Regions from separate parts of the Mus musculus genome. Here all the other regions are linked to region 6. The links are chromatin contacts, called in public HiChIP or PLAC-seq and promoter capture Hi-C maps. All regions are on one chromosome and are shown on one strand. The core of a region is the stretch at or near the end of the contact, and the rest is flanking DNA. Distances in the headings are between cores, read along the strand shown.

Evidence for each region. Promoter capture Hi-C pulls out the DNA fragments that hold promoters and counts their contacts. HiChIP or PLAC-seq counts read pairs in DNA pulled down with a chosen protein or histone mark.
Region 1: an H3K4me3 HiChIP or PLAC-seq map of bone marrow-derived macrophages shows a contact between it and region 6, with 5 times the contacts expected there. The contact joins the promoter of Arv1 here to the promoter of Abcb10 in region 6. A contact is called at or near these places in 1 of 39 promoter capture datasets (liver), 1 of 484 Hi-C or Micro-C datasets (embryonic stem cells) and 3 of 115 datasets of contacts at active chromatin or transcription factors (bone marrow-derived macrophages, embryonic forebrain and embryonic stem cells).
Region 2: a promoter capture Hi-C map of liver shows a contact between it and region 6, with 2.7 times the contacts expected there. The contact joins the promoter of Cog2 here to the promoter of Abcb10 in region 6. A contact is called at or near these places in 3 of 39 promoter capture datasets (liver, pre-B cells and second pharyngeal arch cranial neural crest), 3 of 115 datasets of contacts at active chromatin or transcription factors (embryonic forebrain, embryonic midbrain and large pre-B cells) and 1 of 9 other capture datasets (adipose tissue).
Region 3: an H3K4me3 HiChIP or PLAC-seq map of craniofacial prominence shows a contact between it and region 6, with 4 times the contacts expected there. The contact joins the promoter of 2310022B05Rik here to the promoter of Abcb10 in region 6. A contact is called at or near these places in 1 of 39 promoter capture datasets (liver) and 2 of 115 datasets of contacts at active chromatin or transcription factors (craniofacial prominence and stem cell-derived neural progenitor cells).
Region 4: a contact with region 6 is called in a promoter capture Hi-C map of neural stem cells. The contact joins the promoter of Mc1r here to the promoter of Abcb10 in region 6. A contact is called at or near these places in 1 of 39 promoter capture datasets (neural stem cells) and 1 of 9 other capture datasets (liver).
Region 5: an H3K27ac HiChIP or PLAC-seq map of extraembryonic endoderm stem cells shows a contact between it and region 6, with 4 times the contacts expected there. The contact joins the promoter of Gnpat here to the promoter of Abcb10 in region 6. A contact is called at or near these places in 1 of 39 promoter capture datasets (maxillary cranial neural crest) and 1 of 115 datasets of contacts at active chromatin or transcription factors (extraembryonic endoderm stem cells).

The regions. Positions count from the first base shown.
Region 1 is chr8:124,720,853-124,725,028 of GRCm38.p6, reverse strand. Arv1 (ARV1 homolog, fatty acid homeostasis modulator) reads right to left here and starts at 2,863. Exons shown (of 6, transcript NM_001368372.1): 1 at 2,687-2,863. The coding sequence starts at 2,845. Ttc13 (tetratricopeptide repeat domain 13) reads left to right here and starts at 3,057. Exons shown (of 23, transcript NM_001373939.1): 1 at 3,057-3,292. The coding sequence starts at 3,067.
Region 2 is chr8:124,518,252-124,522,048 of GRCm38.p6, reverse strand. Cog2 (component of oligomeric golgi complex 2) reads right to left here and starts at 1,282. Exons shown (of 18, transcript NM_029746.3): 1 at 1,098-1,282. The coding sequence starts at 1,169.
Region 3 is chr8:124,661,688-124,665,398 of GRCm38.p6, reverse strand. 2310022B05Rik (RIKEN cDNA 2310022B05 gene) reads left to right here and starts at 2,030. Exons shown (of 4, transcript NM_175149.4): 1 at 2,030-2,551. The coding sequence starts at 2,216.
Region 4 is chr8:123,404,901-123,409,168 of GRCm38.p6, reverse strand. Mc1r (melanocortin 1 receptor) reads right to left here and starts at 2,087. Exons shown (of 1, transcript NM_008559.2): 1 at 1-2,087. The coding sequence starts at 1,659. The coding sequence ends at 712.
Region 5 is chr8:124,861,356-124,865,071 of GRCm38.p6, reverse strand. Gnpat (glyceronephosphate O-acyltransferase) reads right to left here and starts at 2,039. Exons shown (of 16, transcript NM_010322.3): 1 at 1,760-2,039. The coding sequence starts at 1,834. It overlaps 2810004N23Rik (RIKEN cDNA 2810004N23 gene), which reads left to right and starts at 2,043. Exons shown (of 7, transcript NM_025615.2): 1 at 2,043-2,187. The coding sequence starts at 2,100.
Region 6 is chr8:123,980,981-123,984,903 of GRCm38.p6, reverse strand. Abcb10 (ATP-binding cassette, sub-family B (MDR/TAP), member 10) reads left to right here and starts at 1,782. Exons shown (of 13, transcript NM_019552.2): 1 at 1,782-2,502. The coding sequence starts at 2,091.

The DNA of each region.
Region 1 (4,176 bases), core at 1,614-4,113, 740 kb before region 6:
AACCTACAAAGAGAGCCAGATGTTGTAACACGTAACTGTAACCCCAGCATGTAAGACACAGAGGTAGGCATGTAAGATGCCGAGCCAGCAGGGGTTGAATAAGGAGACCCTGCCTCAAATCACACAAGGCAGAACTCAGACAGGAACTTGACTTAAAGACTCACCCCAGGCACAAAAGTGTTTCAGAAGGCATTACTTTCTTTTATTTATTTATTTATTTATTTATTTATTTAATGTAAGTACACTGTAGCTGTCCTCAGATACTCCAGAAGAGGGCATCAGATTTCGTTACAGATGGTTGTGAGCCACCATGTGGTTGCTAAGATTTGAACTCGGGACCTTTGGAAGAGCAGTCGGCGCTCTTAACCACTGAGCCATCTCACCAGCCCTGTAAGGCATTACTTTCAATTCCAATTTCATTTTTACCATTTCTTAAAAGTTAATCTCTCTAACACACTTCGGCTGACAGGCTGTGGTGTAGACTGTGGCTGTGGATCTGGAGGTAAGTGTTCAACAAAGTTCCTGTCCTAGCTTCTGAGAACTCCAGGAGGGCAAAGATCAGGGTGCAGTGTTAGCAACCTAAGCCCGGCCTTTTCTCCAATGAGATCAAGAGCTTGGAATAAAATGTTCTCCCTCTGCTACCACAGACACAGCAGCGTGCTGCTACACTGTGTGCACAGGCTTGGGTTGTGCAGCCTGGGCCTACGTCACCCAAATCAAGACTCCCTCAGCTTCCAAATGACTTCCTCTCAGACTCCTCTACCGTGAGGGGAAGAATTAGAACTGGGTTAAATCACATCAAATCACAGGTTATTAGACAACCCGTGGACATGGACATGGGAACAGTATTAGTTTCAAAGTTGCACCAATGCTACCATTCACTGGAAAAAAAAAAAAAAGAGTGGCTTCCATTCCAAGTGAACACTGAAAGGCCGACAGGAACAGAAATCACAGGCAGACCAGGATCACCTTTTAGTCACACCAAACCTAGAAAAAGTCAAGTGCATCGGAGAATTGTAACCCTGTACAACATAACAAAGCAGACTCCTGTCCCCGGGAAGACACCACTGTGAGGAACACCACGCCTCTCCAGTTACCAGTGAACTGGTAGTTGTGCTACCCTCTCAAATGTCAATCTCTAGCTGGGCAGTGGTGGCACACGCCTTTAATCCCAGCACTTGGGAGGCAGAGGCAGGCGGATTTCTGAGTTCAAGGCCAGCCTGGTCTACAGAGTGAGTTCCAGGACAGCCAGGGCTACACAGAGAAACCCTATCTCGAAAAACTTAAAAAAAAAAAAAAAAAAGTCAATCTCTCTGTCAAAATGGAGGCATAGAGGCTAACATTTTTTCAATTACCTGTGAGTTAAGAGCAAGCACTCTTAGATGTCGAGCCCAGGACGGAGGCTCTTCCCAGATCCCCTTTTTCTGCACAGATGTGGAGGTTATATCTCTTCCCCCAAGCCCAGAGATGCACCATTAGTGCCAAGAGAAACTGTTAAAATGGCAAGTCCCTCTCTGTCTTTTAAAAGCTAGCTAAATCCCACTTCTGGACAGTATCCCAAATGTCAGGACAAGGAGGCAGACAAATTTGGAAGCAGGAGGGGAAAGACCAGCATCAGGAAACACAAAACTCCTCCTATTCCTTCGGTATCACTTATCAGCCAGATGTTCGTGCTGTAGATGCGACAGGACAAGAGCTCTCCTTCCCCAGAACTTCATGGGCTCCAAGAAGCTAATCACCTGGAGCCACTCACAATCCTCTAACCTCAGGGACCTGACAGTTTAGAAGGCTAAGACAGCATGCCATCTTGCCATCTGAAGACTGTTACAATGAGAGGCAGTGACCTCTACCCAAAGAACCTCCTTCTACTACCCTGTGTCCATCCATCCTCACATAGGGAGCACGCTGACTTCCTCCATCAGTGGACCTGATGAATCAGTGAGTCCTTTCCCACCAGAACTCTCTCCACTGCTTCCTCCTGCCTTCACTTAAGAGTATAAAGAGGAAACACACAGAGAGACATTCATTCTCTCCCTCCCTCTCTTTCTGTTCTGGACCTCCTGCCTCCATCTCCCAATTGCAGGGATTACAGGCGTGGTGCTGGAGCCGGAATCTAAGGCTGCCCTACATGGCGAGCAACATCCCCGGCCGTGGTAAATGCTTTCCATTTCGGTTAAATTGTTGTATTATTTACTATTAAATTGACAAGTACCCCGATAAGACACAGTTTTCTTCTAAGAACTCTCTACAGTACCAGACCTCAAATACTGCTTCCATCTCCTCAGGATCAACAAGAGAATGACACGCTTCCTGCTACAATTCCTATTTCCTTAGTGAATCACATCTCTCTCCATCACTCGTTTATTCGCTTGAGACACACACTCTCTCTCTCTCTCTCTCTCTCTCTCTCTCGCGGCAATCGAGGCTGGAGTCCAACTCGTGATTCTCCTCCTGCCTGGCATGCGAGTGGAGTGCTGGAGTCATAGAAATGCGCCACCACTCCTGGGTGCCACAAGTCTTAGAACATCTATGGCCTAGGCAGTCTTCAAGCACATCCTTGCTTTCTCTTTCACACCATCACAAGGACCACTCCTCCCCCACGTGCTCAAGCTCCCAGGCCTCGCCCCGGACCACAGCAAGTTCGGATCCGCCTTCCTAGCCGCGCCCCGCCCCCCGGCGCGCTCACGCAGATGGTTATCTTGAGCACGCCGTGGCTGTAGTCCCGGTACAGCTCCTGAGCCTCTCGGTTGCACTCGATACAACGATACAGGCAAGAGGAAGAAGTCGCCGCTGCGCCTTCCGTGCCTTTCCCGGACCGCGTCCCCCTACGCCCGCCGGTCCCCATGGCCACTCTAGGGCTCCTGCTTCCGGCCGCTGGCGGAAGACGCCTGGACTGGCCTTGGGAGGGGCACCCAAGGGCTTACTGGGACTTGTAGTCCAAGCGCTGAATGAGTGCTTGAGGCTAACAGGGCGAGGACTACAACTCCCAGCGGGTACTGCGGCTGCGCGCCGCGCCCACCTGCCCGCGGCGGGCAGAGCAGGGCCGCGCCTGCGCCGTGCGGGAAGATGGCACCTGCCGGCTGCGGCTGCGGCTGCTCGGGCAGCTTGGGTGCTGCGGTGGTGCGGCCGCTGCTCCTGCTGCTGGGGGCGCTGGCCTGCGCGCGGGCCACCGAGCACTACTCTCCGCTGTCCTTGCTGAAGCAGGAGCTTCAGCACCGGCAGCAGCAGGAGGCCCCGGCGGGCGGCGGCTGTCCGCAGTCGGGGGACTGGGCGGACCAGTACCCGGAGTGCGGTGAGTGGGCCGAGCCGCCCTCTCCCTGGGCCGCCCCTGCCCAGCGTGGAAGCATCTGGGAAGTGGGGGCACCGGGGATGGGCTCAGGTGGGCGGCGGGGATAAGGACCTGCCTGGAGGGTGCCTGCTGGCGTGCACGGGCCAGGAAGTCAGACTTCTTTCTGCTTGCTCCGGTAGGTGATTTGCCCGATCCCCACCTCAGGAATCCAATCTTGAGAGGTGCAAGCAGGTTGGATTTGCGGGGTGACATGAGCACTGACCCGTGCTCCTCAGATGTACCCCCAACGGTAGAGAGAGAGCTTCAGGCCTGATTCCTGCGTGCATTCCAGCTGCTCAGGCTCATTCATTGGTCAGGCTCTGGGCAAAATGCACATGCTCTTTCTGTTTTGAGTTGTACAGTGGGCGTTTTTACCCATCAGTACCCTCTCCACTCTCCCTTCCCCTCAGTGGGTGTCCCTCCGACTTGCCGTGGGGAAGGTCTGGGTCTTCTATACCTAGTAGCAGCTGGCTGATAATGCCTTTTAAAACATCCCACCAATGTTCAGCACCATATGCCTACCCAAACACTACCTAGTTTCTTAGCTGAGATGCAGTCTCAAGATTAGTGCAATCTGACTTCCTTTGAGCACCATCTGACTTCTTGGAATGGCTTTTGGACTTATTTTGTGTCTTGGCTTTGCCTCCCAACACTGTTGCAGCTGATGTGGCCAGCATTCCTTAGTGAATCGAATGACCATTGTTAATGTCACCTCCTGATTCAGGGCAGGGGGTTACCTGTCTGTGAACTTGTCTGTAAATAGGAGACTCCGTTTACTTGACTATGAGGTTTTGTTTTTGAGAAAGGGTCTCTCTGAGCCCAGGCTGGCCTTGAACTTGCATTTACCA
Region 2 (3,797 bases), core at 33-2,532, 540 kb before region 6:
GCTTTCTTCCTCCAGACTCTTGTCCCTGTCATGTACCTTTGGCTCTTTTTTTTTAACCCTCTTTCCAAGGTATCCATAAGTCACAGGATGTAACAGGGGCTTTCTGAATCATTATTTCAAGCATCCCATTTGAACCTCATTTATTGGAGATGGCTCAGCAGTTAAGAGTGCTTACTACTTTAACAGAGGACCAGGGTTTGGCTCCCAGCACCCACAGGGCAGCTCACAAGCACCTGTAACTCCAGTTCTAGGGAACCCCACAGTCTTCTGGCCTCTGAGGGCTTCTGCACACACTGTGCACATAAACTCAGGAAGGCAGACACATACACACAAAAAAGCCTTTCACACATGGAAACCTACGTGGGCACAGTACAGAAGTCACATATAAATTAAAATCCAAACACCAAAACCTCAGCGCTTTCTTTGGCCATGTCAACTAAATGCAAATACCAGAACAGAGATAGGCCAATTAAGTCAGAGGGAAAAATTCGATTGTGAAAGGGGAGCAGGGTGCACACATGCAAACACAACACACACACACATACACACACACTCTATACAGTAAGACTTGGACTCGTTTGCTTAGTATTTTATGTGCCAAAGAGACAGAAAGAAATTCCTAACCTCGGAACCAGCTTTGAAATGGTCCCTCAAATCGCAACTATTAAATGGCACAAACTTTTAGCTCACAGTTGCCATTTCTGCCCTTAAGACAGGAGGATCGAGACCCGTCCGGGCTACAACTCAAAACCCTCCCTGTCTCGAGAAAGAAAGCGGGTGTAAATATGTTTGGGGTTGTTTTAAGTGACAACAGCGGAGAGGTACAACTAACAGGCTCAAAGCCTGCGCCGTTCGGAGGCTGTGCCTGCTCGGTGAAATGTTATCAGCCAAGTGTTTTCGGTTTAGATTTGTAAGCAGGGCCGCTGGGTTGCAGCGTGGCGAGGCTGTCAGGTTCCCACTTCTTAATGTCAGAGCGTTTTCAGCCTGGACACCCCTGCCACCTTCCATCCCACGTCCCTGACACCCGCCGGAGCCTCTGGGAACCACCGGGCCTCAGCGTCCGGCCAACTCAGCGGCGATCTGCCGGGTGCCCTCACCTTCATGAACTCGTCCTTATCGAAGCACAGCGTGTCCGGCCCCGTAGGCAGGTTCATCCTGCGTTTCTCCATCACGCCGGCCGCCGCCCCTCAAGGCCAAGACCGCAGGGGACGCGGCAGCCCAGCCCACCCCCAGCGTCCCAGCTCCACTTCCGCTTCCGCCAGTATGGCAGCAGCGAGCGACAGCCAATAGACGAGCGTCGCGGGCGGCTGCGCACTGTTGGTGATAAGAGCGGCGCCCTCGAGCCGGAAGCTCCCAGCCTGGCGCTACTGCCTCCGGGAGTCGAGCGTGGTACTGCAGCCTCACGCATGCACCGAGGCAGCTGGCCTGGGAGAAAAGTCAAGAACCAGGACAGCCTTGTTCTTTTCTCCTGGTGAGGAGAGAAAACGTCACTGCCCTTAAAGATGGTCAGAGGAAAGTGATCCCTTTGTATTTCAGTTTAGACCAAACAGGACACCATCCCTCTAACTGAATGTTGGGGTAAAATTCAGAGACCCTATCGCCTGAGCATGTGCTGGATAGGCTGGACTGCAGCCGATGTCCCTAACATGTTGGTTTGTGTGTAGCAAAGAAGTCTTGCTTTCTTGTTAATATTTTATTCTTATTACCAAATCTTTCACCCTCACAAGTTTAGGCAACGTGAACTCGCCATACGCTGACCATGCTCTAGTAACCCCCAGCCTGTCTCCAGGTCCTCTTTACCCAGGCTACCACCACCATCATAGCTGTCATGGGAAGATATTGTTAGAACACTTCACCAACACCTTATTTAGCGATTCCTCCTGTAAAAGATCAAACAAAGCCCTTCTTGCCAACTCAAAGTATTATCCTCGAACCTAACAAAGCGAACAGTTCTCTGCTGTTATTATTAGTCTGAGAGATGTGGCATTCAGCCTCTCGCTATAATTTCAGAGTGGCAAATTGGAGGTACCAAGGGAGGGACCCGAGGTGCTCGCCAAGAGAGAAACAAAGACTCCTGGGAAACCTGCCTGATTCCTAGAAGCTTGGGGCTAGAACTTGCTGTTCCCTTCTGATATTTTCCTCCATCCTTTATCAAAGAACCTGACTGTGTTCAGCCTAGTGTGCTAACCCTGGAATTGCTGCAAAGATTCAGTGGTGTACTGGCTGGCTTTGCGTGTCAAATTGACACAAGCTAGAGTCATCAGAGAGAAGAGAGTCTCAGCTGAGGAAATGCCTCCATGAGATCCAGCTGTAAGGCATTTTCTCAATTAGTGCTCTGTGAGGGAGGACCCAGCCCACTGTGGGTGGGGCCATCCCTGAGCTGGTGGTCCTGGGTTCATTAAGAAATCAGGCTGAGCAAGCCATGGGAAGCAAGCTAACAAGCAGCACCCTCCATGGTTTCTGTATCAGCTCCTGTTCTAGGTTCCTGCCCTGCTTGAGTTGCTGTCCTGACTTCCTCCAATGATGAACTGTGATCTGAAAGTGTAAGCCAGATAAACCTTTTCCTCCTCAACTTGCTTTTTGATCATTGTGTTTTGTTGAAGCCATAGAAACCCTAACTAAGACATGGTGTTTTGTTGCAGCCATAGTTAGCCTGGTACCCTAACTGAGACAAATTGGTACCGGGAATGGGGTATTGCTGTGACAGACCTGACTTCAGTGATGTTTTGGGGAGGATTGTGGGAGGACTTTGGAACTTTGTGCTAGAAGAATCATTGAATATTAAGAGCTCAGTGGAATGTTCTGTAGACGCTTGGAAGATAAGAATGGTGAAAGCAGGCAGAAGATGGAGGGGTCTGGCTGGTGAAGTTTCAGAAGGAAGTTTAAAGACTATCAGGGCTGTTGGCGACTTTGATTTAAGTCTATGGTTCTGGTTAGCTAGGGCTGAAGAATCAGCTATGATTAATAAGATACCAGAACTACCGAAGTGAAACCTTTCTGACTGGGACTATTGATGCTGGTTATCTGGAGTTAAGAAATCAGTGATGATTAAGAAGAGACCAGTATCCCTGAGGTGAAAGTTTTTGGGAAGCATTTTCTGAGAGCACAGAGAAGCTGTGTTCTAGAGGTGGCCAAGGTCGTACCGTACCTCATGCTGGCAGTTGGATTTGGTAATGTATAGGAGTCACTCAGGTGGTACTGGTTTTAAAGACATGAAGGGGTCATGGAGAGCAGCTGAGGCTTAGCATTGTGAGAGGCCAGGAGAGGCCATTATTGAAGGTGTAGCATCAGTGGCAGTTGAAGTTGAGACTTGGAACCATGAGGTACCAACAGGTTATTGGTCAAAATACAGCCCAGTTATAGCAGAGACCCCAGCATTTTGGAGATGCCAGTACCATGGAAGGACAACCAAGAACAGCAGCAGCAGTGGAGTGGAGCCAGCCAAAACCTACAAGACAGTGTGTGTGTGTGTGTGTGTGTGTGTGTGTGTGTGTGTGTGTTACAGAGGACAGAGCTGGAGGAGCTAACCAAGCCACTTGGGGGAGTCCAGAAAATCGTGATTGGATCCCAGACATGGTACAATTGGAGTTTAATTTTGCTTTGTTTTGATTATGACTGATTTTTTCCCCTTGAAGTAAGAAAGTGTTTTACTGGAGACCACAGTGGAGAGACTTGGAATTTTAGAAGACTTTGAATTTTAAAAGAGATCAGATATTTTAAAGGGACTGAAGTCTTAATGTTGGAATTTGTGAAGACTGCGGGACATTTAAAGTTATTTATGTTTTCAATGTGAGATC
Region 3 (3,711 bases), core at 781-3,280, 680 kb before region 6:
AACCACCATGCCTATTTTGTGGCTGGCACACACACACACACACACACACACACACACACACACACACACAATTGGAGACAAATTGTTATGTAATGTAGGCTAGCTTTGAACGGACTGAGAATGGATTTGAACATCTGATCCTCTTTCCTCGACCTCACACAAGTACTGGGATCTCATCTGTGAACCATGCTTGGATTTCAGGGCACTAGGGATGGAACTCATCTTTGTGCATGCTACTCAAGCACTTTATAAACTGAGCCACATCCCCAGTACCTGATAACAGTCTTGGTGGTTGTACTGGCTGGCTCTATGTGTCAACTTGACACAAGCTAGAGTCATCAGAGTCAGAGGAGCCCTGTTTGAGGGAATGCCTCCATGAGAACCAGCTATGAGGCATTTTCTCAATTAGTGATCAAGGCGGGGAGAGCCCAGCCCATGGTGGGTGGTGCCATCCCTGGGCTGGTGGTCCTGGGTTCTATAAGAAAGCAAGCTGAGCAAGCCAGGGGAAGCAAGCCAGTAAGCAGCACCCCAACATGGCCTCTGCATCAGCTCCTGCCTCCAAGTTCCTGCCCTGTGGGAGTTCCTATCCTGACTTCCTTTGGTGATGAACAGCGATTGGGAAGTGTAAACTGAATGAACCCTCTACTCCACAACTTGCTTTTTGCTCATGGTGTTTTGTTGTAGCAATGGAAACCATAACTAAGACAGTGGTGATATATTTTATTAGAGCCTGACACATTTGTGACATTCCATTTATATCAGGGAATTCAAGTTATTTCTGCACTTGCCTTTAGTGTTAGACAAGGGCTACTTTAGAGACAACTAAGCCACGGTTGGTATTTAGTTGCTTTTCAGAATAGGACACCATGCTTACCTGAGACCTGTTAGTCTTGTGAAAATCAGGGAGTGGGATGGGGCCACAAACATCCCACAGCCCTGTCTTAAACTTTAATCGTGTGGTCTCAGCAGCAAGCCTGACCCCTTTGGGGATACATCTGCTTCCCTGTGGGAACTTTCCATCCTCTTCAGTTTGTTTGTAGTCAGCAAACCTCCCGGAGTTCTTATGATTTCTGAGATTCCAGGATTAGCTTGGCCATTTTTGGAAGTTTAAGCTTTTGGGTTGTCCCCTCACTTAAACTGATGGAATACAGGCTCCTTACGCTGACCAGCGTCTGCTGCTGACTAGAGTTCTTTAATTCCTGCTTAGGATTTTTTTTTAAAGAGTGATTTTTAAAGACAGAGTCCTGAGATTTAATAGACTGGTGTGTGTGTGTCTGTGTGTGTGTGTGTGTGTGTGTGTGTGTGTGTGTGTGTGTACTGCTGCCTCACAGTGGCAAGCATCAGAAAGCAAGGGCTTTGAGGGTTTGAAGAGGCCTTGGTGTGTAGCTCTTCTGAGAGGGGGTACTTCGCTCACACTGCATGCTTTTAGCAGGGGTCTTTCTTTCTGTGGGGATAATGGTACCATATAACCCAGGTTGGCCTTGAATTTGCCGTGAGTCTCCCGCCTAGGCCAAAACAGTGCTAGTATCCCACGCTGATGCTTCCATGCCAGGCTTAGAAGAAGTTCCACGGGCGGGAATCCAACCTCCTGGTTGACAACTGGTGGGTCAGTGCCCTAGCCTAGCCCCCGGCTCAGTGTGGTGGATCGCCCAGCGAACAGAGCGCAAACCTGAAAAAGCAATGAATGCCTGAGAGCGCAAAGGAGAGAGGATGATTGAAAGCCAGGTTGGGCACGTGCAGGAGGAAGTTTCCTTTGTCATCAGTGCCACGTGGCGCCATGGCGGTCTTCGCCCTGAGTTAACCCCTGTGGTCATCTCCAATCTCGGCGGCGCTTGTATGGGGGACTCTGTAGCAGCCCCAGAGATGCCCTAGGGTCCCGGAAAGCGTCCTATGGAGGAGAAATTGAAGGGCCATAACAGGAGGAGCTCGGGGGCGGGGCTCCAGTGGGGGCGGGGCTCCAGATGGAGGCGGGGCTTCAAGTGCCGACCGGGCTCAGGGACGATTAGTGGTCCCGACCGGTACCAGATGGGGCGTAGGCGGCCCGTACGAAGGGTGTCCCGGGAAGGTCTGGGGGCGGTGCTCAGCCAGGGGCGGAGGAGGAGGGCTCAGCGGGTGGGGTAGGGACGGCGCTCCGGGAGGAGACGGAGGCGGAGCCCCGGGGCGGGGCGCGGGCGGACCGGGAGGCGGCGCTCCGACCGGGACGCGCGGGCCGGGTATGGCGTCGATGGCGGCGGCGATCGCGGCCTCGCGTTCGGCCGTCATGAGCGGGAACCGGCCGCTGGACGACCGGGAGCGGAAGCGCTTCACCTACTTCTCATCGCTGAGCCCCATGGCCAGGAAGATCATGCAGGACAAGGAGAAGATCCGGGAGAAGTACGGGCCCGAGTGGGCGCGGCTGCCGCCCGCGCAGCAGGACGAAATCATCGACCGCTGCCTGGTGGGGCCTCGCGCCCCGGCGGCCGCCGCCGATGCGGGGGACGTGCGGGACCCGGCGCGCTTCCCTGGCCTGCGCGGGCCCACGGGCCAGAAGCTGGTGCGCTTCGGCGACGAGGTGGGTGCGGCGGGACGGGCCACCCAGGGCGGAGTGGCCGGCGAGGGGGAGTTCAGAAATCTCCCGGAGAAGGGACCTTTAAAGACAAAGTGGGAACAGTAGAGAGGAAACCAGCGAGCCTGGATGAGTGTACGACGTACAGCCTCAGTTTTCTGATGTGAAACAGGAAAAATGTCTATAGTTCCTGATCACTCAGTGGCCGGCATGTGTTAAGTATAAGGACCTCAGTGGGGAAGGTGGGACTGCCAGGCACCGCTGCCCTGGGGTACGTCCCTGGTAGACTACAATGGAGAGAGTGTGTTTGGGTTTGACATGTGAGCCCCGGTTCCCACCCAAACACAGAGTAAGTTTAGATGCCTCCAGCAAGCCTGATTATCTAGCCTGGGCTCTAGACACTGGGGGAAGAGAAAATAACTACTTAGAATTGCTCCCGGCTGACCTTGCTCTTGAGGCCCAGGAGTCTGCACTATTCAGAAACCTGGTGGTTTACCAAGAGATGGTTTCCCTGAAGCCCTTTGTGCCACCAGAGTATGGACTTGGTACCTCAGGGACTCAACTTTGTTTTGGAGGACAAAATCGGTAGCAGCTAGAGTTCTGAACGTCCATTTAGGTGGAGGCAGGGAGGAGAAGCTAGGAGAGTTTTGTTGTTGTTGTTGCTGCTGTTGTTTTTCTGTTGGAGAAGTTGTGCCAGGCGGAGGGAATACCAGTTAAGGATGAGATTTCAATCAGGTTTTTTCAGGCCAGGTATCCGTCAGTGTTTGTTACTACAGAACGCTTGTGGTCACGAACCCACTTTCCTGCCAGGGAATTGTGAAGGCAGAGAGCTAGCTATCCGCCAACACTGCCTTCTGCTCCCCATCCCATTTGAAACTCTTGTGGGCTTTGCCAGGAAAAACAAGGGTGTGGTGGGAGATGAAAATATAAGTCTTAAAATATATTCCTGGAGCTGAGGCATTTCATTGTGAAAAATATGCACCTCCATAAAGACGTGGACGGAGTTCGTGCTTGGATCCGGGTGATGAGTAGGCAGGCAGTTCCTCTTTGGCAGTGTCTTAGGTAAATAAATCTGAGAGGAAGCCGCCCTGTCCGCACTTAACAGATGCTGGAGACTGGATGTCACTGGATGTCACTCGCCCTGAGTATATCAAAAAGCCAAGCCA
Region 4 (4,268 bases), core at 838-3,337, 580 kb after region 6:
CCTCCTGCAAGATGCACATTCTACAATTCTGCTCCATGTGCTGAGGAAGGGTCTCACTTCCTTAAGCTGCCTACTGCATGGCTATGGCTGGGTTTTCATGGCCACAAATCCTCTTATCAGAAGCTTCCACCAAGAGTAGTTGCTCCCCCTTAGCTCTTGTTTGTCATTTTTTTTTTTTTTTTTTTTTTTTTTTTTTTTTTTTTGAGACAGGGTTTCTCTGTATAGCCCTGGCCGTCACTGGAACTCACTCTGAAGACCAGGCTGGCCTCGAACTCAGAAATCCACCTGCCTCTGCCTCCCAAGTGCTGGAATTAAAGGCATGCGCCACCACCGCCCGGCTTGTCTGTCATTCTTTTAACTTAGAGACTTCATGTCTGTCCCAGCAGGAGAGCCCAGGCTGAATGAGCTGAAGGGCTGAGCAGGAGTTGCCTTGTAGGTGGGGAGAGGTGAAGCTCTTCAGGAGCCTGTGGTCTGACCCTTGCTCAGGGCTAGAGTTCCCATCCCTGTCTCCTCCACTTCCCGTAGCTGCCCTGGGTGAGCCCTGCAGTCACAGTTACCCTTTCTCCTGGCCCCAGGCACTCTGGGTTTCTATTTTAAAGCTCATCCTGTCGACCCTTAGACAAATGGAGATCAGGAAGGGATGAGTACCTGTGGTCTCACAGGATGCAGGCCACTGGATATCACTGTCACCCTCTGCCCAGCGCCCTCTGATCACCAGGAGCACAGCAGCACCTCCTTGAGTGTCATGCGGAGCTCCTGGCTGCGGAAAGCATAGATGAGGGGGTCAACAGTGGAGCTGAGGACGATGAGGAGGAGGAAGAGGTTGAAGTTCTTGAAGATGCAGCTGCAGGTGGGGTGCTGAGGGCAGAGGACGATGAGCAAGAGATGCAGGAAGAAGGGGCCCCAGCACAGGAAGAAAATCCCCAGAAGGATAGTAAGGGTGGCAGCACCCTTGAGGCAGAAGCCTTGGCGGATGGACCGCCGCCTTTTGTGGAGCTGGGCAATGCCCTGAGCGTGCTGGCACGCTCTCGTGAACATGTGGGCATACAGAATCGCCATGAGTGCCAGCATGGCTAGAAAGAAAGTGACGAGGCAGAGCAGAACGGCTGTGTGCTTGTAGTAGGTGATAAAGAGGGTGCTGGAGACGATGCTGACCATCCAGATGCCCACGACAGCCCGTCGTGCTCTGGGCAGCGTCACGATGCTGTGATAACGCAGCGCATAGAAGATGGAGATGTAGCGGTCTATAGCAATGATGCCCAGGAAGCAGAGACTGGACACCATGGAGCCACAGATGAGCACGTCAATGAGGTTGTCCAGCTGCTGCACCAAAGCCACTCTGGCCACCAGGATGCCCGCCTCCAGCAGCAGGATGATAGTAGTCTCCAGCACGATGCTGACACTTACCATCAGGTCAGACAGGGCCAGGCAGCAGATGAAGTAATACATGGGCGAGTGCAGGTTGCGGTTTTTGGTGATGGCTATCACAACCAGCACATTCTCCACCAGACTCACCAGCCCTAGGCTGAGGAAGAGGCCATCTGGGATGGACACATACAGGCACCAAGGCTCTGACTGGTTGGTGGCCAGTCCAAGGTGAGAGGTGGCATTGGAGTTGAGAGAACCCAGAAGACTCTTCTGGGGCTCCTGAGTGGACATAGTCTTGTCAGGAAGTAGGAAGCGGTCTGTGGAGGCTGCAGCTCCAGGTGGTATCAGCCCCCAGCTTCTGATTCACTTCATGTTGTTGTCGGGGGTCTCTGACATCCCTCAGACCGGCCTCTTTCCATACAGGCACGCTCCGATTTTCCTTTACACTTGTGTTCTTTCTGGCTGGACAGGCCAGCCTCGGCATGGCATAGACACTTCCTGCTGAGGACCCTGAGCTCTGCTCATGGACTCTCACTGCCAGTGTGAAGTAGCTTAGCCTTCTGCTGTTCTCCCTGTCTCTTCCCAAGTGGCTCAGGTAGAGACATGCCTAAACTCAACACCTCCAGACTTCTTGGTTACTTGCCTCTGATATATGTCTGGTTCCTTTCCCTCGCCAAGCCAGGGTAGACGGGACTCTGGAGAAGAAGGGAGCTTTTCTCTTAATCTTTTAACTCATCCCTGGAGCCCCTCCTCCTGAGGGTGGCCACATGATGGGCATGTGCCAGGGATGTGTAGTGCCCCAGGCTGCCTCTAGGGGGCAGAGGCAGCACCGAGAAACCGGAAAACTAGCTTTGGACTCCAACACAGGGTCTTGCCTCTCCCTTTTGTGTTCAAAGCCCCTGTGACTTACCAATCTCTTTCAGGCATTCAACCTCACTAGAACCTGCCCTGAGTGGCCCTACCTAAAGCTCCAAGCCCACTTCAAAAATCACTTTCCTGGGTTGTCTGAAACCTCCTTTCTCTCTCTCTCAGGCTGCGCTGCCTCAGGCAGCCACTGGGTGTGAATGAGGCACCCCTACCTCCCACCTTCATTCCCACTCTCCATTAGAAGTGTGCCAATGGCAGTGGCATTTCCACCTGAAGCTGAAGATGTGTTCATATAGCAGCAACTCAGCTACTGACTTCAAGGTAGCTTTAGGGGCTGGTCCAAGAACTTTGAGAATCAACAAGTAGAGGCAGGGCCAAGGCAGGAAAGAGCCCTATGCCAAGGGGCTCAGATGAGCTCTGGCAGAGCTGATGCTTAAGTCCCTCATGGGCCCAAGCTTGCTGAAGCCTCCCTTAACTACAGTTCTGGGTGTGGTAGGAAGCTGACTGACTAGAGGGGGCCCCGAGGCTATTGGCCAGCAAGCTTTGGTCAGTCACATCCCATCTTCTTAGTCTCACCCCCCACCCCTTCCCTTGAGGAGTCTCATTTCCGCTGTGGAGCACATGCTAGCCCTGGAGCCAGGAACCACATCAGGGCAGATCTGTCTCCAGCCTCTGTGGGCCAGCAGCTGGGCATGTGACTATTCATAGTGGTCAGGATAGCACGCAGTGGTGGTAGCAACCCACCCTTGGTTGCTGCTGGACTCTCTCCATGGTATCCAATGCTGTCTCAGTAGCACTGGATGGCCCCTTCTGCATACAGGTGAGGAGAGTAACTTAAGAAAGGCAGCAGAAGCTGGGCTGTGGTGGTGGCACACGCCTTTAATCCCAGCACTCGGGAGGCAGAGGCAGGCGGATTTCTAAGTTCGAGGCCAGCCTGGTCTACAGAGTGAGTTCCAGGACAGCCAGGGCTACATAGAGAAACCCTGTTTTGGAAAAAGAAAAAAAAAGAAAAGAAAGGCAGCAGGGGAGTGAGGCAGGGCTTCGCTGGAGGGCACTTTCAGTGTCTGTAACAGTCCCCTTAAGAGTCATTTCTGTTGTCTTGAGACAGGGTCTCACTATGTAACCTGAAATAGACCTGCCTCCCTCTGCTGCCAGAGTGCTGGCATCAAATGTGTGCTCGACCACGTTCAACTAGGAGTCAGTTCCTTCTTTGCCAACTCTGGCAACGTCTGCTCACAAGGTGGTTCCCAAGCCACAGAGCAACACTTAAAGCATACATTAACAGACGTTGGTCTTTACTCCTGCAATAAATGACAAATAGAAGTGACACCCTCTAAGTCAAACGTGGTCAGGTCTATTTTCCCGGATCGCTTGATAAGATACAACTTACAGCAGAGTTGTGTTGGGCCTCCCTGGGCCTCAGGACTATCCACTGTCTGTCTCAGAACCTCATAGAGAAAAGAATCCTCAGGCTTATACTTTGTTCACACTAAGGCACCTTGTTAGTTAGGTGATTAAAACATTCAGGTTGTGCAGCGTCCGCCATGTCGATGGCCCATGCTGGACATTTGGCAGCCTGTGGCCAGCCTCATCATGACTAGCTGTTGGTAGGTCCTGTATACCGTCTGGCAGACACACACATGTGCTTATGTGTATGACCCCGACCAGTACAACCCTGCAGACATGACACAGGTACTCTTCAGCTTTAGCAGATCTAGCCAAACCACCCTGCACACTGGTGGATGGTGGACCTGATTTACAAACTGTTCACACCCTCAGGTGTCCTGTGTCACAGGGACAGAGGAGGATATAGTGACTCTGGGTGGCCTGAGTGTCCCAAGCCTCCACGGAAGCCTGTAGAGGCAGGGCTGACACTGTCACATTCACCCAGCTGTCTGCCGCCTGCAACTTGTGCCTTATTCTGCTTCTAGTGGAGGTCTTAGGTCCAATGGGATGGTCAGAGCCGTGGCTGTGGAGGCATGCGGGCCTAGCCTCTGAAGCCACATGATAACTAGGCATCCTGGGACTGCAGG
Region 5 (3,716 bases), core at 790-3,289, 880 kb before region 6:
GAGCACATTCCAGGCACCCTCAGCTACACAAAGTAAACTCTGTCTCAGGGGAAAAAAAAAAAAAAGAAAGCTGCTGTCCAGCCTCCAAAGTGGAAATGTTCATGACCAGTCACCTTACTTATTCACAGAAAGCTGATAACAATTTCATCATAAAAAAAAAAAAAAACCAACTCCTTTCATAAACACGTACAAGGAAAGTTCCAATCAACGCACAAACCCACTTAAAGGCCAAGAAGCTGGAGTTAGAGCTATCAGAACACTCTTCTTTTCCAATGTGCCTGCTTTAGAATAACAGGCTAAAGATGGTGAAGTCAATGACAGAGGTTCCAGCCATAGGCTTTAAGGCTACAGTTCAGATTAATCATAAATCTAAATTTTTTTATGGAACTTAAGAAGTTTGCCCACATTCCAAAAGTAGTTGTGCTAACCAAACCAAACCAAAAGCTGGGCAGTGGTAGTGTATGCCTTTAATCCCAGTACTTTGGAGGCAGAGGCAGAGGCAGGGGCAGGCGATTTCCGAGTTCGAGGCCAGCCTGGTCTACAGAGTGAGTTCCAGGACAGCCAGGGCTACACAGAGAAACCCTGTCTCAAAAAACCAAAAAGAAAAAAAAAAAAAAGAAAGAAAGAAAAGGAAAGGAAAGGAAAGGAAAGGAAAGGAAAGAAAAGAAAATGGTGTTAACTACTGGCATAGCATGGAAATACCCTTTGAAAGGCACTTTTGTCAAGAGTGGTGGTGTAGACTATAATCCTAGCTCTCTGGAGGTGAGGGCATGAGGAATGCAAGATCCAGAAAGCCTGGGGCTTCACAGCTAGTGCCAAAGCCAGAGAACAAACCAAGAAAATCTTGTTTCAAAAATAATTAATTAAGATTTTTTTTAACTCTCCCCCGAGGATGGAGAGATGGCACAAGGGTTAAGGGTCATTCCTTCAGCAACCACATTGGGGCAGCTCACAATCTGTAACTCAATTCCCAGAGCTGGCCTCTGATGCACCAGACACCTCGTGGTGCACATACACACATGCAGGTACACTCATACACATAAAAATAAGCAAATTCTCACCCCACCCCACCCGTAATTGTGCAAACCCACGGAGTGAAAGCACACGAAGTCTCCACCTTGATAATTGCTCGTGAATATTGTAAGTGACCAACACTCTGTTGGAAACCAAACGGGGCAAACCACCAGTTAAAACTAGAAGAGGAAGGAAGTGGGGGGCGGAAGGGGGTAGTGTAGAAGGTAAGTTGGACAGAAAACAGTGGCAATGGGTATCCTACTCAGAAACTTGTGCAAACATAACGAATAGAAGACAGTAATTTCCTGAGGTTCCAAGTAAGAGTTAAAAAAAAAAACTCTACGCGCATATTGTAGCCGAATATTTTTCTCTCTCAGGAATACTTAAGGTAGAGGGCTGGGGAGAAGGCGGGAGGTGGAGACCCAAAAGTCTTCTCGGGCTAGGTCAGGACTAAGATTACTACTCAACAGGCAGAACTCTAATGCTCCCCTCATGTTGTGTGCGGGGGCTCCCGGCCTGACGGGGAGAAGGGACAGAGGGACCGCCATCGATACAAACTTGTAAAAGCAGACGCGTTAACCGAGGCGCAGACACATGGTTGCCGTGGATACCAAGCCACGTACCCAACTGGGTTAGGACCCGCTCTTTAAGACAAGCAAGGGTCGTGGGCTGGGGACATAGGGATCGGGGAGGGACTGTCCTTCCCGCGACGTTGCCCTGGGCCTTGGTCCTCCCAGGCGCCTACCGCATAGAGGAGCACACTGCTAGGGCTGGCCGAGCCGACCGAGAATCGGGAGCTGGAGGAGCTAGGAACGTCCATGGCGCGGCTGCCGTCCCTGGCGGGGCCTGGGCTGGTCTGCTACACGGCTGTAGTGCAGCCGCTGGGGGCGGTTCTTTCGCACGGGGCGGCTCCCGTCTGCCCAGGACAGTGGCACTCCGTACGGCCACTGCACGGGACCCCGGGCACCGCCATCTTAACCAGGCCCGAGGCCGCGCAGGGACCGTGACGCACGCGCAGAAGCCGCGCCGGAAGCGGAAGTGGTGGGCACTGGGCGGGATCTGGGGGGGTCTCCGTGCTGATTCCCATGGCGGCGGAGCACGATTCGGACTCCGTTGAGCCTCCTGGTTCGGAGGCACTCCTGGACGCCGTTCTGCGGACCCTCTACGACCTGGGTGAGCGTAGCTCCTGGGAGGAGGCGGCCAAAGACAGTGAAACGCATCCCGAGGCGGCGGGACCACGGCCCACGTGGTCTCCTGGAGCCATGTCCGCAAGCGCTACCCTCTCCGGGACCTTCTCCCCCACTTGTTGGCCGACCTTTTGCTCTCCTTCTCACTGTGCAGGAAAATAAAATCAGAGATGGTTACTAAAGGCAGGCCACTCGCAGAAGGACAGGCACTGGCAGGCAGAAGAGCTCACGTTGATTGCCTGACTTTTAGAACCAGACACGTAACAAACGCTGTATTGTTTTTATTTTGGAGCGGTTGCTCAAAATTCCAAGCTCACTTACACGATTAAAAAGCAAAAGCAAGCTGAGAACTTGGAAGAACGTACCAGGTGTACATGTACATGCATTTTTGTGTGTTTCCCTCATTAACTGTCAGAGCAACCCATATATGTACACACATCTTCATAAAGGTCCTCCTTAAGAGCTCGAGTCTCAAGGTCTAGGGCCTGATGTCACATTCTGCGCTGTGTTAGGTTCTTTGTGTCCACCGACAACACTTGGCCTCCGACTTTCACAAGTTTGTTTGTTTGGGTTTTTTTTTTTTTTTTCTTTTTGGTTTTTCAAGACAGGGTTTCTCTGTGTAGCCCTGGCTGTCCTGGAACTCACTCTGTAGACCAGGCTGGCCTCGAACTCAGAAATCCGCCTGCCTCTGTCTCCCAAGTGCTGGGATTAAAGTCGTGCGCCGCCGCCACCACCACCACCTGGCTGACTTTCACAAGTTTTAAGACTAATTTTTAAAATCCTAGATACAGTTGATATTCACACATGCAGGAATTCATTACGGTAGTTACTTCCCAGCTACCTGGACTTTACCTATTCATTTTTATATCTATACTGGCAGAGTTACATTGGCCACAAGTACACAGCTAGTATTCAGAAAGCTCCTGGGCCCATACTGTAGGTCAGTACTGAGGCTTAGACGCCTGATTGAAATTTCAGATCACTGTTGAGAGTCTGAGCAGAAGAAACAAACTGAAGATGAGAAATAGAGTAGAAAGTAAAGGTATTCAAATTAAAGCAATTAAAGTTTAGCTGGATTCCCTTTAAATCCAAAACCGAAGGAAAACAAGAAGAACCCGGACATGTACCTGTAACCCTGCAGTGTGGTAAAAAGACATGCTAGTATAGAGGCAAATGCTTTTAACATGGTCCTGGGAACTATGACGTTGATGGCACCGGGTGTGAGGACTAGCGTAATTGTATTACTAAGGGTCAGAGGTGTATGCAGCTATCTGGGAAGGAAGGCAGGATTTTGATTTCTGAAAGTGTTGCCTGTGTTTGTGGTTTCCGGTTACTTTATTTATTTATGTATGTGCGGGTGTGTGTCAACCCCGCCATATGCAGTGAGAAAACACCTCCCACAGGAGTGAGTTCTCTCCTTCCACCGTGTGGGTCCTGGAGATCATGAAGTCATGAGACCTGGCCCTAAGCACTTCGTTTCTTTGTGTACATGAGTGGATGCCTGTGTCTGGGCCC
Region 6 (3,923 bases), core at 533-3,032:
GGTTCTGGGGACCCACCTCAGGCTCAGCAGCACACACCTTCACTTACCAAGCCATTTCATAGGCCTTCATTTCGTTCTTTGTTTTTGAGATGGGGTCTTGTTGTGTCTTAGGTGGCCTACCGTTCTCTCTGTGGCCAGATTAGCTTTGAACTCATGGCAATCTTCCTGGTTCAGCCTCCAGGATGGCAGTACCTGTAATCCCCGAACCCGGAAGACTGAAGCAGGAGGATCACTCAAAACCCCCTTACCCAAAACAAAACAAAAAACAGAAAAACCCCAACAAACAGAAACCTGAGTTCAAATCCCAGCACCCACATGGTAGCTCACAATCATCTGTAATGAGATCTGATGCCTTCTTCTGAGGTGTCTGAAAACAGCTACAGTGTACTTACATATAATAAATGAATAAATCTAAAAAATAATAACAATAATTTTCAGAAAGTGGCTACTCTTGCCAGCCTGGAGGCCATTCCTTCCTTAACGATGCTCAGCTGGGGTCCAAGAGGAAGGAACAGGAAGTGCTCCTGGAGCTTGGGCAGGAACCTGGGTCCTGCTGAGTGTGGCTGGGGTGTAGTTCACACTGTGACTCCCTGGGGCTTATAATTCCTGCACTGATGGGAAGAAAACTCAAGTCTTCTTGGGCCTCAGGGCTGGATTTTAAAGGACATGCCTGCTTCCCACATCTCCAATTTGCTCAAGGCAGACTTAACCTCACTCACGGTGTTGTTCACCCCCTCCACCTCGTAACTTCACATGTAGGTGAGGCCCTTGTCTGAGTGTGGAAAACATACAACGATGCTGAGATCTCAGGAGCCAGACAAATATGAAAGATTCTTATGTTATTATTTTTACTGGGCTTTTTGAGACAGGTTTTTTTCCTATGTAACCCCTGGCTATCCTGGGACTCTCTATGAGACCAGGCTGGCCTAGAACTCAAATAGATCCACATTTACCTGCCTCTGCCTCGATTCAAGGAGTGCTCAATGTCTGGGCCAAACATGAGGAAAACAAAACAGAAAGCAGATAAACAAATTACAACCAGCTGCTAACTGCTTGGTTTCCTTTCTTTTCTCTCTCTCTCTCTCTCTCTCTCTTTCTCTCTCTCTCTCTCTCCCCCTCTCTCTCCTTTATCTGTGTGGACTCAGGGACCTGGTGCTCCTGAACTGAACATTGCACTACCCTCCCACTCCCTATTTTAATAAATGACTTTTCCAGGGTTGGAACTGGGGTATTATGCATTTGAAAAGTCTGATGTTTTGTCCCTTGATTCCCCCCCCCCATTCGTGTTGGGTTTTAGGAATATATTGAACTAAAATACTGGTGTTGAGGTTGTTTTGCAACCTCCCCCCCCTTTTTTTTTAAAGGCAGGGCTCACTATGTAGCCCAGGCTGTCCCGGAACTCACTCTATAGACTAGGCTGGCCTCGAACTCAGATCTGCCTGTCTCTACCTCTTATGTGCTGGGATTAAAAGCGTGTGCGGCTGAATTCGCTCTGGTCGAGTGAACTATCTAGGAGTCCACAAACTCTTCCCCCTTCCTCAACCTAGGCCTCCATAGGATACTCCCGGCCTGCCGTCCTTAAGACCACTGCTCTCGGGGTCACTTCTACTCTCCGGGCCTCTGCGGCACCTCCTGCATTGCACAGTTCTCCAAGATGTGGAGACTCCTTGGTCTGCCGACCGCACGAAGGCGAAGGCACCCAAAGGTCTCAAGCAAGAGACTCAGGTCGTAAGGGGCGACCTGAGTGCCGCGCATGCGCACTCCGCCAGTGACCGGCGAGAGAAAGGGCTCGGACGCTCCAGGTTCACAAGTCGTGGAGGGCGCAGGAGAGCGAAAAAGCTTCCGCGTGCGGCTGGCGGGCGCAGGCGCTGGCGACTGCCTGCCGGACAAGGCACTGCCGGGGAGCTAGCGGCTGGTCGCCGCCCAGGGGTGGACCCTACGCGGCGGAAGGCGCGGCCCGGGCGCTGGCCCGATGGGGCGGGAGGGGCGGGCCGCTGCTGCGTCCCCGCCCTGTGCTCGGGCCGGGCGGGGAGGGTCCCGGGGCGTGCGGCCCGGCCGGTTGGTGAGACTGTCCGGGCAGACGCAGCGCCATGCGCGCCCCTTCTGCTAGGGCGCTACTGCTGATTCCGCGTCGGGGCCCTGCCGTGCGAGCGTGGGCCCCGGCCGTCTCCTCTCGGATATGGCTGGCTTCTGAATGGACCCCGCTCGTACGCGCGTGGACCTCTCTGATCCACAAGCCGGGTTCGGGCCTCCGCTTTCCCGCGCCCCTATCCGGGCTGCCTGGCGGCGTGGGGCAGTGGGCCACCTCCTCGGGGGCCCGCAGGTGCTGGGTGCTGGCAGGACCCCGCGCCGCACATCCCCTGTTCGCCAGGCTCCAGGGTGCAGCTGCCACCGGTGTGCGAGACCTTGGGAACGACTCGCAGCGGCGTCCCGCGGCGACCGGGCGCTCAGAAGTATGGAAGCTCCTAGGGCTGGTGCGCCCCGAGCGCGGGAGACTGTCAGGTAAGAACCTGGGGGTACTAGTGGGCCAGTGGGCGGCCGGTGGGCCTCGGCCTGGCCTTGGCCTTGACAAGGGCGATCAAGTCTGCTGACACCTGTTGGAAAGCTATGGATGCTGGCTGGCACTCCCCATCTGAGCCTATTACTAGAATATTTGGTCCCTATCAGCTTGTCAGCATCTGCTTTGGGGCATTCTCTGAATAAGTTAGAGTTTCCTCCTTTAAGAAAAAAAAAAAACAGGAGTTTTGCCAAAATCATGTCTACTTTATAGTATACATTTATAATAATAGTAGTAATAATAATAACATCGCTAGGGTTACACAGTATCAAGCAACCACCAAAATTTCCCAGAATGAAGTGGATCACTGTGAGCTTTGTGCTGGCTGTCACCTCCCTAAGTGGTGACTTGGTCAGGACCAGGCACTGGCCACAGCATAAAAGAACTAGACAGTAACTCAGCCGGATAGACAAATGGCTTTTAAAGAGAAATCAGAATTGGCTGGGTCTAAGTGACAATATTCTGTAACTCCCACATGTCTGGCAGTCGGTGCAGGCAAGGCTGGTTGGAGCAGAGCCATCCTGAGAGCTAGAGCTCTAAATCTCCATTCCTTCTGTGAATATGAACTGTGCCCTCCTCCTGTGGGTTCGATTACCTTGGGAAGCTGACATGGAGTCCTGCTCCTGGGAATCCCTGCTTAGCAGGCAGCGAAGTGTTTGGATCAGAGATGAAATGGGATAGGCATGAGGGTTTTGCAAAAAGGAAAGACTTTGCCACACAGTTCTTGAAACAGGCAGGACTTCAAATAGGTTGTTGGGTCCCTTGCTGTACAAATTACTCTCTTTGGGGGCTATTGGGCATGGAGCAGGTTGCCTGTGGAGCAAGGGCACAGGGGACTGCCATCTACGAGAATCAGGAAGTTGTTGTGACCTTAGTAAAAGAAGACAGATTTTACAATGGTTGTGGATTTCAATGGAAAAAGTCATTGTCTTCTTTGCTATCCTGTAAGCTTTTTTTTTCCCCTCTGTATTTTCCTTAATCTCTTTAAATGAATTATTTACTTTCATCATATGAACATTTATTTTTGTTTTATATTATGTGCCTGCATGTATGTCTGTGTGAGGATGTCAGATCCCCTGGAACTGGAGTTATAGACAGTTGTGAGCTGCCATGTGAGAGTAGTAGGGATTGAACCCTGAACTCTGGGTCCTCTGGAAGAGCAACCACTGCTCTTAACCACTGGACCATCTCTTCAGCCCCCTCCTCTGTGTTTTATTGAGACAGGTGTCATGTAGCCCAGGCTAGCCTCAAATTCATTATGTAGCCGAGGATGTCCTTGAACTCCTGATCTTCTTGACCATCTCCCAAGTGCTGGAATTATAAGTGTGAGCCACCAAACCCAGGTTTAAAAGATGTCCATGGGAAG